2 separate regions of the Ovis aries genome follow, and region 1 is linked to region 2. The links are chromatin contacts, called in public Hi-C maps. All regions are on one chromosome and are shown on one strand. Each heading gives the region's core, a stretch centred on a gene start, on an enhancer-like site or on the middle of the called end of the contact. The rest is flanking DNA. Distances are from core to core; before and after follow the strand shown. Region 1 overlaps PDZRN3 (PDZ domain containing ring finger 3). Region 2 has its middle 150 kb from the start of PDZRN3.

Evidence for each region. Hi-C and Micro-C count contacts between places; a contact is called where the count stands out from the background.
Region 1: a contact with region 2 is called in a Hi-C map of liver, with 4 times the contacts expected there. The contact joins two enhancer-like sites. A contact is called at or near these places in 9 of 16 Hi-C or Micro-C datasets (liver, mesenteric adipose tissue, mixed tissues and 5 more).

What each region holds. Positions count from the first base shown.
Region 1 is chr19:28,353,104-28,358,970 of ARS-UI_Ramb_v3.0, reverse strand. All of the region lies in intron 3 of PDZRN3 (PDZ domain containing ring finger 3), which reads right to left. Among named protein-coding and RNA genes, the nearest start is that of PDZRN3, 140 kb to the right of the region's middle. Within about 2 kb of position 4,215, at least 10 of the 54 cell types and tissues checked have an H3K27ac peak or open chromatin away from gene starts, as enhancers often do. A contact at or near this core is called in liver, where this site is marked.
Region 2 is chr19:28,072,654-28,078,601 of ARS-UI_Ramb_v3.0, reverse strand. No RefSeq gene overlaps it. Among named protein-coding and RNA genes, the nearest start is that of PDZRN3, 150 kb to the left of the region's middle. Within about 2 kb of position 4,096, at least 14 of the 54 cell types and tissues checked have an H3K27ac peak or open chromatin away from gene starts, as enhancers often do. A contact at or near this core is called in liver, where this site is marked.

The DNA.
Region 1 (5,867 bases), core at 2,966-5,465, 280 kb before region 2:
AATCCTTTGTGGAAGGAGGCAAGATATAAACAGTAATTTTAAAAACAGGCAGGCTTACTCCACTGTTTACATTTTTTATGCATTTGACTTTTCCTTTCTGATTTCCCAAGACTCCTGTGAGGAAGTGACTTCGCCTTCATATGCTGGTTGGAAACCAGCCACCCCAGCATGGGGTGTGGAGGCTGGGTGACACGTTCGCTGAACACCAACCATATGGCCGACGCTGGTGAGGTTCTGGAGGACACAGAACCTCAGGTCCAGGAGGTGGTCCCTGCCCTTGGCAGGCAGACGAGCTGATCCTCTGCGGTGCTGTCCCCCGCCCCAATTTCTCCAACATGAGTGAGCTAGTCTGACTGTCCGCCTCCCTGGGCCTCAGTTTCCTCCTCTGTAATATCCAAGGGGTCGAACAAGATGCTGGCTAATGTCCCTTCTGGCTCTCCCAGTGCTACGGGCTCAGAGGGACATCCGTCAGTATTGATTAACTTACTGTGAAACCAGGCTTTGAGCCCTGGAGGGCAGAAGTGTTTCATTGGGAGAATCGTGCCAAAATTTGATCTTCTATTGGAGTCTCAGGCTTTTGGGAGGAAAAGGAGCCTCTTCCGTCACCACCTCAGTGACTGTAAGCTGCCACTTTCCGCTCTGATTGAATAATCATTTTTTGCCAGAAGACGCCTGAGTAAATACCAAACAGACAACTTCCTGCCTCGAGCCCTTGCCTGAGGTGGCACTTCCCCGTGATGTCTCTAAAAACCCGCTTCGCATGTTTCCACCTGGGAAAACCAGGGCCAGGGCCTCCCGCCACCCATTCTTTGAAAGCAATAGTTGCAAATGTTTTGAAAACAACAGATTATCTTTAAAGAAGCAGCAGCAACAACAAAAAGCCATTTGTTTCTTCCACCATGACTGATTCATGTGTTGTACACTTGGGGGGCAGAGGTGGGGAGGAGAGGCCTTCCACCAAATGTTTCCTATCAGAGGCAAGCATTTTGATGATCAGAAAATCCCTGAAAGATGTTCCAGTAGCGTGGTAAATCACCGAGCTAGAGGATTCTGTAGCATCCCTACTCCATTCTTTCTGTCTCTTTCATTCCACTTTCGTGTCAATTAATCCACTGGCTCGAAATCAAGCACAACTATCATAAATGGACTTGGTGGGGACATGAAGTTAGTGCTTCTGCCTATAATGTGTAAAGTCTGGTCTTGCCCAGAAGCCCGCAACTCTGTTGCTAGAGCTCTACCACGGAAGAAATGCCAGCATGCACGCATGAGGACAACTGTTTAAGGAAGCTCACAGCAGAATTGCTTGCAAAAACCAAAACACAAAACCAAAATGGCAGAAGACCTTGATATCCAATCAAAGGGGAATGGATAAAGTGGGCTTGCTCTAGGCTGGGGAAGAGACCTGAACCAGAGGGCAGTCTAAACTATACTCCAGTTAAAAAAAAAAAAAAAAAAAAAAAGAACAACAAAAACAAAACAAAAACCACAAAAGCAGGCAAAGATGACCTGTTAGGAATCAGAATAATGGTTACTCCTGCGGTGCTGAGGAATAATGATTGGCAGAGACACAATCATGATGGTGTCAAGAATGTTGTTTCTGAATCTGGGTAAATGGCTACATAGGTGTGTCAGTTTGTGAAAACTGAATTGTAAATTTATTATATATGTACTTTTTACATATACATTTATTATATTTACACTTTTATGCATACAAGTTAATAAAATGTTCTTAGAAAGACACAAAAATATACAAAGTAAAAGACCCAGAGGCAGAAAATAAAGACAGAGGAACACATATCAAAATCAAAGCAGGGATTGCCCTCTGCACTGGGGAGAGGCTTGGAAGTGAAGGGAGGTTGAATCCAAAGAAGGCTTTAGATGCATATATATCATTCTACAATTTTAACATGAGAATGTGAAGGAAAGTGTATTCAGATACGCTCGATATATTTTATAAAAAAGAGGAAGGGAAAAAACTCAGAAAGCAGGTGTGCCAAAGGGGGCTACTTTTAGGCAGCAGGAGTCCAGATGACTGAATTTCTCCTTTGTGCTTTTCTCTATTTCTCACCAGTCTCTTGCTGCTGCTGCTCAGTTGCTCAGTCATGTCTGACTCTTTGCAACCCGACGGGCTGTAGCCCGCCAGGCTCCTCTGTTCATGGGATTTCCCAGGCAAGAATACTAGTGGGTTGCTATTTCCTTTTCCAGGGGATCTTCCCAACCCTGGGATCGAACCCACGTCTTCTGCATTGGCAGGCAGATTTGTTATCACTGAGCCACCCTGGAAGCCCTCACCCGTCCCTTGCCCTTCATGAAAAAACAAATAAAAAGGCTTTCGACTCTGTGGTCTCATGGATGCCCGCCGTTTGGGAGAATGAAGTCTATGATGAAGAAAAGAAGAGCCAGAGCAGGAAGTAGGGACTATTCTCTCCTTTCTTGTCTGTGCCAGAAAAAAAGTCCTTTCCAAACCACCCCAGCCCAGCCCAGCCCTGGGCATCCCTGGACCCTCTTCCACAGCCAGCGGCCCCCGGAGCTGGCTTTCAGCTGGGTTAATCTGGTTGGATCCCACGCTCGGTCCTGCCTGTGTCTTTGGACTGCCTTTGTGGAGCGAAGTTTTCCACTCTCGTGTTCCAAATGCTCCTAGAGGCACTGGCTTTGCTGCACGTCTCATCCTGGAATCCCGGGCCTGGGGCAGATCGGAGATGGAAGGAGAAAACGGCAGTGTTTCACACTGCCCTCAAGTCCCGTCTGCAGCTTTAGTACACAAAGCAGGGGATGTTGTTAAAAAAAAAAAAAAAAAGTAATTCTGCTGGCACATGGAAAACAAATCCGTGTAGTATTTGGACCCAGGCTTGGCGGCCGCATCTAAAACAGACATCTCATTGTGCTCGGTCTTAAAAGGAGCCCTCCAGAGCGGGGGCCTTTTGGGGCTGACAGTTAAATCACAACGGCTGATATTTACACGAACGGCTTCCAACTGTCTGGGTGAATACATAATATTTCTATTTCATAGAAACCAGGAATGGTTAACAACACAGAAGCTGGGGCCACCAGAAAGTAAACCCTTGATGAGTAAGAACATGTTTCAGACCTAGACCTTACATACTTGCAGGAGTGAACACACTCCTTTCGTAAGCAAATTTGTTGTTTTTTAAATCAAGTGACAAGTGTAATAGATCAGAATATACTTATACATATACATCTCAAGATGGCTTTATGCTCATTAAATCAAGTCTGTCCCTGGGAGTGCTTTCCACCATCCAGGCATTAGCAGGGAAACTGTGTGATTCTTCACTTCTTATGAAAAAGCTAGGAGAGCTAAGCACCAGCAAACCATTCCAAATGCAGACAGGAAACACCTGGAACTAACTCTCGCGCCACTCGGCCCGCACTTTACATTTCAAAACAGATGATTCTGAATTGTTCATAAATATTTGCCTTGTTTCAATAAAACACTCTTCAACCAATTTCATAAACCCTCGGTTCAGGAGGCTAAAACATACACGCTACTAGTCGACCACATTCTTTTCACATTGCATATATTTACATGGACAATATCCTAGAAGCATAAAACCCACAGGAAGGCGTTTAATGGCGTCATAAGGAAATTTCAGGGTTTTTTTTGGGGGGGTGCAGACAACTCCCGCCATCATTAAAGCCCAAATCAGGTTTGTTTTTGACAATCATGAAAAAAATACTGAATTGAAATATAAATTAAGCCCGTTTCCCTAATGTGCCTATTATAGTAAATAAGACCCAGACAAACCCTTCTAGAGACTTATAGAAAAGCTTTAATATAATTGATTATTAAACCTCCAGCTATAGAGTAGAATCACACCACAGGCCCCACAGCCAAACATTCATACTTGCATGCTGAACCCTTTAAAATGTTTTAAAAAGCTCTTTTTAGACACTAAAATGAAAAGTAGCTCAGCTTTCTTCGTGAAAATTAGATTTCTGAAAGCTATTTTTAAATGTAGACTCTTCCAAATTTTTCACCATGTACGTAAACAGGTATAGATTTCATTTATTGTAATATATACTTTGAAAATCAGACAAGTGACCATGTCACACACACCCATTTAGAGGCACAAAGAGGGAAGGATCAGGGAGGAAAGGAAAAAAAAACTGGACTTCTTCTGAGCAGTGTAGAGATGCTGTGTATCCCCTGGGAAGGACTGGAGCCCTGAGACCATTTGTGAAAACTGCAAGGGCTGGTTCCAGGCAGGGACTCTGCCAGGAGCTGAGCTGACCCAGGAAGCAGAGGGGCGCTGAGATGGGGCTCTGAGGAGGTGCCAGCCAGGGCTCTGAACCCAGCCTGCCTGCCAGGGAACCCTGACTTTCCCCACTAACCTAGTTCTCCAAAGTCAGAAAGAAAACAAAGCAGCCCGGGGTTATCAAGAGTTAAGTGGAAAAGTAGGTCACGAGAATATGAACTTCTAAGCATGGTCCAAAGACTGCAATGAGTGAGTTGATTTTTTTTTCTTTTTTTCCCCTTTTCTTTCTCTCTCTTTTTAAGCAGTTGTGATGAAAAATTCTTCAATTGGCCATAAACTGCTTACTCTGGTCCAGCTCAGAAATATCAGAGCGCTGCCCCCTGCAAGTTAATGAAGATTAGGCTTGGTGGTGATAAGGGATTTCATAGAAGCTCTTCGGAACCATAAAAGGCAGTAGTTAGAGGTAATGATAAACTAATTCTGAATACACGGGGCAGCAGACGCTCAGGCCCGGGTTAATGATTAACGCGCTGGACTCTGGCCAGTTAAGAAGTTGTTTAACCAGCGCCCCTGAGAAGCAAACCTGTTAGCATTCACGTGTCCATAACGACGGCCACTGTGTTCCCCCTCCGTCTACAAACAACTGACCAACAAGCAAGTTTTCACCTTTCCCTCCTCAAACCAGGACATTCAGCATCCAGGTCCTGAACATCTAAGAATGAGGCACCCGCATTTTTCTGGAATCCCTGAACCTTGATTGAAACAATCCACCGAAGAAGTATGGGTTTCCCTCTAAAAGAAAACATTCTGACCCACGGCTGAATGCTGACCTCTCAGAGCTTAGTCTGTTGTTCTTCAATTAACTAATTTTTATTACTCTTGAAAAAAGATACCCACAAAATTTAGGTATGTTGATGAGATGACCTTTAAAATGAAGGATGGAAAAGAAGAATCCCATTTGCTACTATATACAAACCTTCCGTGACCTTCTTGGAGGGACCTGCACAGAAAGCCCAACCCATAGTGAAGGGTCAGACTGCCTTTGACAAATGTGAGGGAACTCTTTAGGGACATTTAATCTAATTTGAGAAACAAAGCATCTGAAGACAGTGATTAGTAATGCAAATGAAAAATCACCTTTGGTTGGGGATAAGCAGGGCAAACAAAGGATTCTTAGAAGCCCTGGTGCTGTCTTCTGGGGTACAGCTGCTTTGATCATGCTGAAAGGCAGATTTTTAAACGACTGAAAAGACAGGACTCCAGGGTAGGAGGTCTGGGGTCTGTTTATCCTACTTAGTTCAAGTTGGAATTAATACATTTAAAAGTTTGGGATGACCCTAAACTGCTCTTCCTGGGGTAGGCCTTAGCCAAAGTGGTTGGTTTAGGCAAATAGACTATAATGAGTATCTGTGTTTGTCTAACGATAAATGTCATCCCTTGAAGGTTTTGGTTGAAAAAAGATGTGACAGCAGTGGAGAGGTTGGAAGACTGCAGTGCAGGGGAGAAGCAGGGGTAGTATTTAGTTCACCTAGGTCTTTTTACCTGGGCAAGTTTTCTGGTCTTGGTTTGCGCTAGGAGGGCCATGACTACACCAATACACTTGCACCCCCCTCCACTTCCGGTAAGTCTCTGGCCTAAGAACTCTCCACCAGC
Region 2 (5,948 bases), core at 2,847-5,346:
AAAACTTCTTTTTTTTTTAAATTTAAATTTTATTTTTTATTTTTTTAAATTTTAAAATATTTAATTCTTACGAACAGATGTTACAGCAGTTCTTTCTTATCGTCACAATCTGGTTATAGATATGCTAAGTAAGTAGTTAAATATACTTCTCAAAGTTAGTGCAAAGGAAAGCAGAGTCAACTTCTTCACAGATTAGTTTCCTTTTCCTCTGTCAGGTGTTGATCGGTGTTTTTGCAGGGCGTTGGGGTGTGGAACTAACAAACCCAGGAAGGAAGCTGAGCCTATGGCCTGGTACATGGGAATGACCACATCCAGATGTGAGTTCTGAGACTATTCTTTTGCCATGACGAAATAGTCATCCATTCTCGCTTAATTTGAGCCAATCTGTAAACAGGAGAAAAAATGTTCTCTTGGAACAGGTGTTGTTCCAGAAGACTTCAAGAGAAAAGAAAGTAAACCAGGGGCTGGGCCGAAGCTTTCTAGATGAAGAGAGAATAAAAAAAACAACAGGATTATGTCATTTTCAAGCTGGAGGGTAGACTCTAAGGATGGCAAAGGCAAGCCAGGATGAACTTACAGCCCCTTTCTTAAGGCCCTACATTCACTGTGGTGGGAAGCCCTATCAGATCTCAAGAAAAACACTTTGATTCAATGAATTCCATGAAAAGAAGACATCTCTGTCAGGAACATAGGTATGAAATGATCCTCTGTGGTAATACAGATTGAAAATAAGTTTAAGAGACATTTTGGCAAATGATTCTAGACTAATAAAGGAAAGTTACAGGCCAAAGTTTTCAGCCTTGAGGTTAATGTCAATGAGGAGAGGCTTGCCTTCCCTAAAGTCCCAGGTACTAACAGGTTAAATTTGGGGCTGGATCATCTTTAAACAGTGTTGGAAAAACTAGCTATCCACATGCAAAAGGAAAAAATTGGACTGTTATTTTACACTATACACAAAAACCAACTAAAAATGGATAAAATATTTAAATATAAGACTTGGAACTGTAGAACTACTAGAAGGAAACATAAGGGATAAGCTTTATGATGTCAATCTTGGCAATAATTTCTTGGATAGGACACCAAAAGCTCAGGGAACAAAAGCAAAAATAGACACATAAGACTACATTGAAATAGAAAGCCTGATGGAGATAAGTAAAGTGAAAAGGCAAAGGGAACAATTAACAGTGTATAGGCAACATATTGGATAGGAGAAAACATTTGCAAACCTCATATCTGATGAGTTAGTATACAAAACATATAAGGAGCTCAAACAACCTGATTTAACAAATGAGCACAGACACGATTGACATTTCTCCAAAGAAGACATACAGATGGCCAACATATACATGAAAAGGTGCTCAGTGTCACTAATCATCAGGGAAATACAAAGCCAAGGCACAGTGAGATATCACCTCACACCTGTTAGGATGACTATTATAAGACACAAACAAAACCAAAAGATAACAAGTGTTGGCAAGGATATGGAGAAACTGAAACTCTTGCACACTTGTTAATGGAAATGTCAAATGGTGTAGCCATTGCGGAAAACCGTATGGAGATTCCTCATAAAGTTAAAAATAGAATTACCATATGATCCAATAATCCCACTTTTGGGTACTTACCCACCAGAATAGAAATCAGGATCTTGAAGATATATTTGCATACTTGTGTTTGCTGCAGCATTACTCACAAGACATGGACACAACCGAGTGTCCCTTGGTGGATGAATAAAGACTTCATGGTGCGTATATATGCAAGCGAAGTGGAAGTTGCTCAGTTGTGTCTGACTCTTTGTGACCCCATGGACTATGGAATTCTCCAGGTCAGAATACTGGAGTGGGTAGCCTTTCCCTTCTCCAGGGGATCTTCCTGACCCAGGAATCAAACCTGGGTCTCCTGCTTTGCAGGCAGATTCTGTACCATCTGAGCAAAGCCCCAAAGGAGCTTATATATACAAAGGGCTATTATCTCCTTGTATATATAAACATATACAAAGGACTATAATCAAGCCTTAAAAAGGAAGCCTACAGTTCCACGTGCAACAGCATGATTGAATCTTGAGGATGTGATGCTAAATGAAATAAGCCAATCATAGAAGGACAAATATTGCCTTATATCACTTCCATGAGGTATATAAAATAATCAAATGCACAGAGTGGAGTGGTGGTGTCCAGAGGCCAGAGGGAGGGGAAATGGGGAGTTGAAACTCAACTAGTATAAAGTCTTAATTATGCAAAATGATTAAATTCTAGAGATCTGTATTGTGACTATGTATGTCCTAAGTCATTTCAATCTGTTTGACTCTTGGTGACCCTATAGGCTGCAGCCCACCAGGCTCCTCTGTCCATTGGATTCTCCAGGCAAGAAGACTAGAGTGGGTTGCCATGCCCTCCTCCAAGGGATCTCCTCACCCCAGGGATTGAACCCACATCTCTTATGCGTCCTGCACTGGCCTGTTCTTTACCACTAGCGCCAAATGCACTGTGCCTACAGTTGACAATAATACCACCCTGTATACTCTAAAATTTCTTAAGAAGAAAAATCTCACGTTATATGTACTTTTCACAATAAAAACAACTGGGGGGAGGTGGATATCCCATTAGTTCTTAAGAAACTTGAAAATAATTCTCTTGGTGGGAGGAGCGTGATCTACCCTCAGGCTCTGCAGAATGCCAGTACGCTATTCAGTTTGTGTGACATCATAATGGCAAAGGCCGTAACCCATCTTAATCAAATGCTTCTTGTGTGTGTCAAGCTCTTTTTTGGACACCCAGCTGACGTGGCTCATATAATTTCAAAACTGACCCTGTGAGGTTAAGTATGATGTAAATTCACATTTTACAGATGAGAAAGATGAGGCTATGAGGACTTGAATTCCATGTGCAAGTTGCCAAGTTTGGGCTCTAAAGCCTGTTGTCTAATGCCAGAACCCTCTGCTTTTCAAAATCACACCTATTGTCTCACCATCTCTAAGGAGAGAGTTTGCAGTTGACCCCTGGTGCCAGCGCCTCTCCCTGAACATTCTAATTGGGACGATAAAGAGATTAAGTGTCAAGTGGGTGAGCATTTAGCCTGGCTCTGCTTATCCTTTGTCAAATGGCATCACATGGAAAGTATGAGGTGTTGTCACAGGAATAATTGGCCACCTGGGAGGGAGAAGGAGCACGCTTTGGCTTGCGAAAGCCCAGGAGAGCTCTTCTAGACTCTCCTGGTAACTCTCTATGAGGAAATGTCCTGAGTATATTTTCTATTCCAGAAAGACTGCTGCTAAAATGATACGGGTTAGGAATGTGACAGAGCTCTGGCCCCCTGAGCATTTGGTATGGAAATAAACAGCAGGACTGATTATCTGTATTCAAGCTTAAATAAAACCGTATGAAGAGCTGAACCCATCCCTCCCCCAACATCCCCACCTCATCTCTTCTGAAAGACTGATGATTTTTGGAACATCTATTACAATGGAGCTTTTTCTTTTCCTTTTCCTTGCTCTCCTCCCCTGAAACGGGGCCCTTTCCTCCCAGCTGTGTGCTGCAAATCAGCAATAGCTCCACTCTCTCCCAGATGTCTGGAAGCTAAAGAAACCCCAAATCTATTTCTGCCAAACCCCCTTCTTCTCAAATTTTAAAAGATTACATTTTCAGAAATGTAATCAGGATGAGTAAGGTTCACTGGCACTTTGTTCATTAAAGCTGTATTTTGAAAGAGGCATTTGATGTCAAGTCAGTTTTTTTTTTCCCCCCTCAGTCTTTTCCCCGCTCCCACCCCCAAGTCTTTTATCTCCAAACCAGGAAGTCATATTCTGCCAGCCAACTGTGAACTGTAACCACAAAAAGTTGGAGATTGGTTCAAAGCTTAGGACTCAAGAGGCTTGAGTCAGTTTTAAGGTTGGCAGAAGGCATCCTTCACTCATTTTGGGGGAATGTGCGTCCCCGGGGGCCGAGGGGGCAGTCCTGTGACTGGTGACAGGGTTGGTGGGTTGTTCTCACAGTCTGAGGAATGTGTGAGCAAAAGCGTCTTGTCCTGGGAGGTGCTGTGCAGGCGGGAAGGGGTTAGTTTCATTTTCCACTTAGACGCGGTTGTGGAAAGAATCCGGCAGGGACCTCTCCCTCTTTCTGTTGCTCCCTCGCTCTGAGCTCAGCTGTAAAAAGGGTCATCACCGCTGCTCTCACGCTGGGGGAAAGAAAAGCTAAGCCGTCACGAGTGTTCAGGCTACACTCGAAATTTAGAGGGTGATTTTCTCTCCTTGGTTTCATCTCCTCCTGTCTAAACTTTCTTGCCCCTCAGGCTTTATCCTTTCACAATTTAGAACGGCTCGAGTTCCCTGAGCAGAACTTGTGTATTTTCTGTCTTTTTTACAGTCTTGCACAAGATAGACCTGTTCAGAGACCTTCCTCCTCCCCTCAGGGCTTCCTAAAAGCATCACTCCTCGTGTGCCATCCTTCATGTCCTGACTTCCATTAAAACTATTTCTGTCTGTAGGTCTTTCTGGACACCACAAGAAAGGGTTCATGCCGCTTTTCTGTTTGCTTATTTCACCTCCCTGTTCCATGTATTGGTCTTTGAAAGCAATTTTGAAACTTATAACAACTTCTATGAGCCTGTGTGGTCATCCAGACCAGTATTATCCAACAGAACTTCCTGCAATGATGGAAATGTTCTCTATCGGCATAAAGTAATACGGTACCTACAAGTCACATAAGGCTATCAAGCACTTGAAATGTGGCCAGTGTACTCCAGGAATCGAATTTTTAATCTGACTTAACTTTGCTTAATTTAAATTTAAATAGCAGCACATGGCAAGAAGGCGCTGTACTGGACAGCGCAGCTGTAGACTGTGAACTTCTTTAGGATAAAGTCAATGTCACGCTTCTTCCCTGGGCTTGACACAATGCTGAGTGCCTAGTAAGAGCGTGATGAACATTTAGGGAATTCAGCTACTTTATTTATTTATGATAATAATCTTACCAGATTAATAATAATAATAATCTTACCAGATTAATAATAATCTTAGGCAGATATTATTGACTCTAGGAACTTTATATGAATAAACAAAGACAAAACAAAATGTGACTCAGAGGAATCAAATGATGGAGCCAGTAACTGAATCATAATCTGTTTAAAATCAGTCCCCCCATCCTTTCTGTTTCCACTGGCAGTGCGTGGGTTCGTGGTAAATAAATTTGTAGGTAAGTGGTTACGCATACAAGATAGATGGAAGCAACATTTTAAAGAACAGTTAATTGTCTTGATCCAATCAGACATGCAAGGACTTGCTTGTATAAAAGCTAAGAGAAAGAAAGGAAAAAGAAAAATGGCAGGTTAGCACAATGCTTATGCATCTTTAGTACCGTGCACATATTTAAAGGCTATATTGGCTGAATGGATCTCTTTGAAAAGAGGAGTCTATCATAAAAGAAATGTTACAACAGGCAACAAATTGGGCAGCTGGTATGCAATTTGTGACTGTTAACTTTCAAATGATGATAGCCTCAGTGTTTCAAGGACAAACATAAAAAATGGTGGAGGTTATGCTGCCACCTACTGGTCATCACGGTTAACTAGTGTTTCAGGATCTTAAAGAATCCAGATGCCTGGGAAATCAACAGGTATATGTATATTCTTTTCATTTGCTATTAGCTAAGCAGGTAAAGCATCTGTCTACAGTGCAGGAGACCCGGGTTCGAGCCCTGGGGTGGGAAGATCCCCTGGAGAAGGAAATGGCAACCCACTCCAGTACTATTACCTGGAAAATCCCATGGACAGAGGAGCCTGGTAGGCTACAGTCTGTAGGGTTGCAAAGAGTTGGACACAACTGAGCGACTTCACTTTCACTTTCAGTAGGCAAAGAATCCACCTGCAACGCAGAAGATGCAGGAGAAGTGGGTTCGATCCCTGGGTTGGGATTATGCCCTGGAGGAGGCCATGGCAACCCACTCGAGTATTCTTGC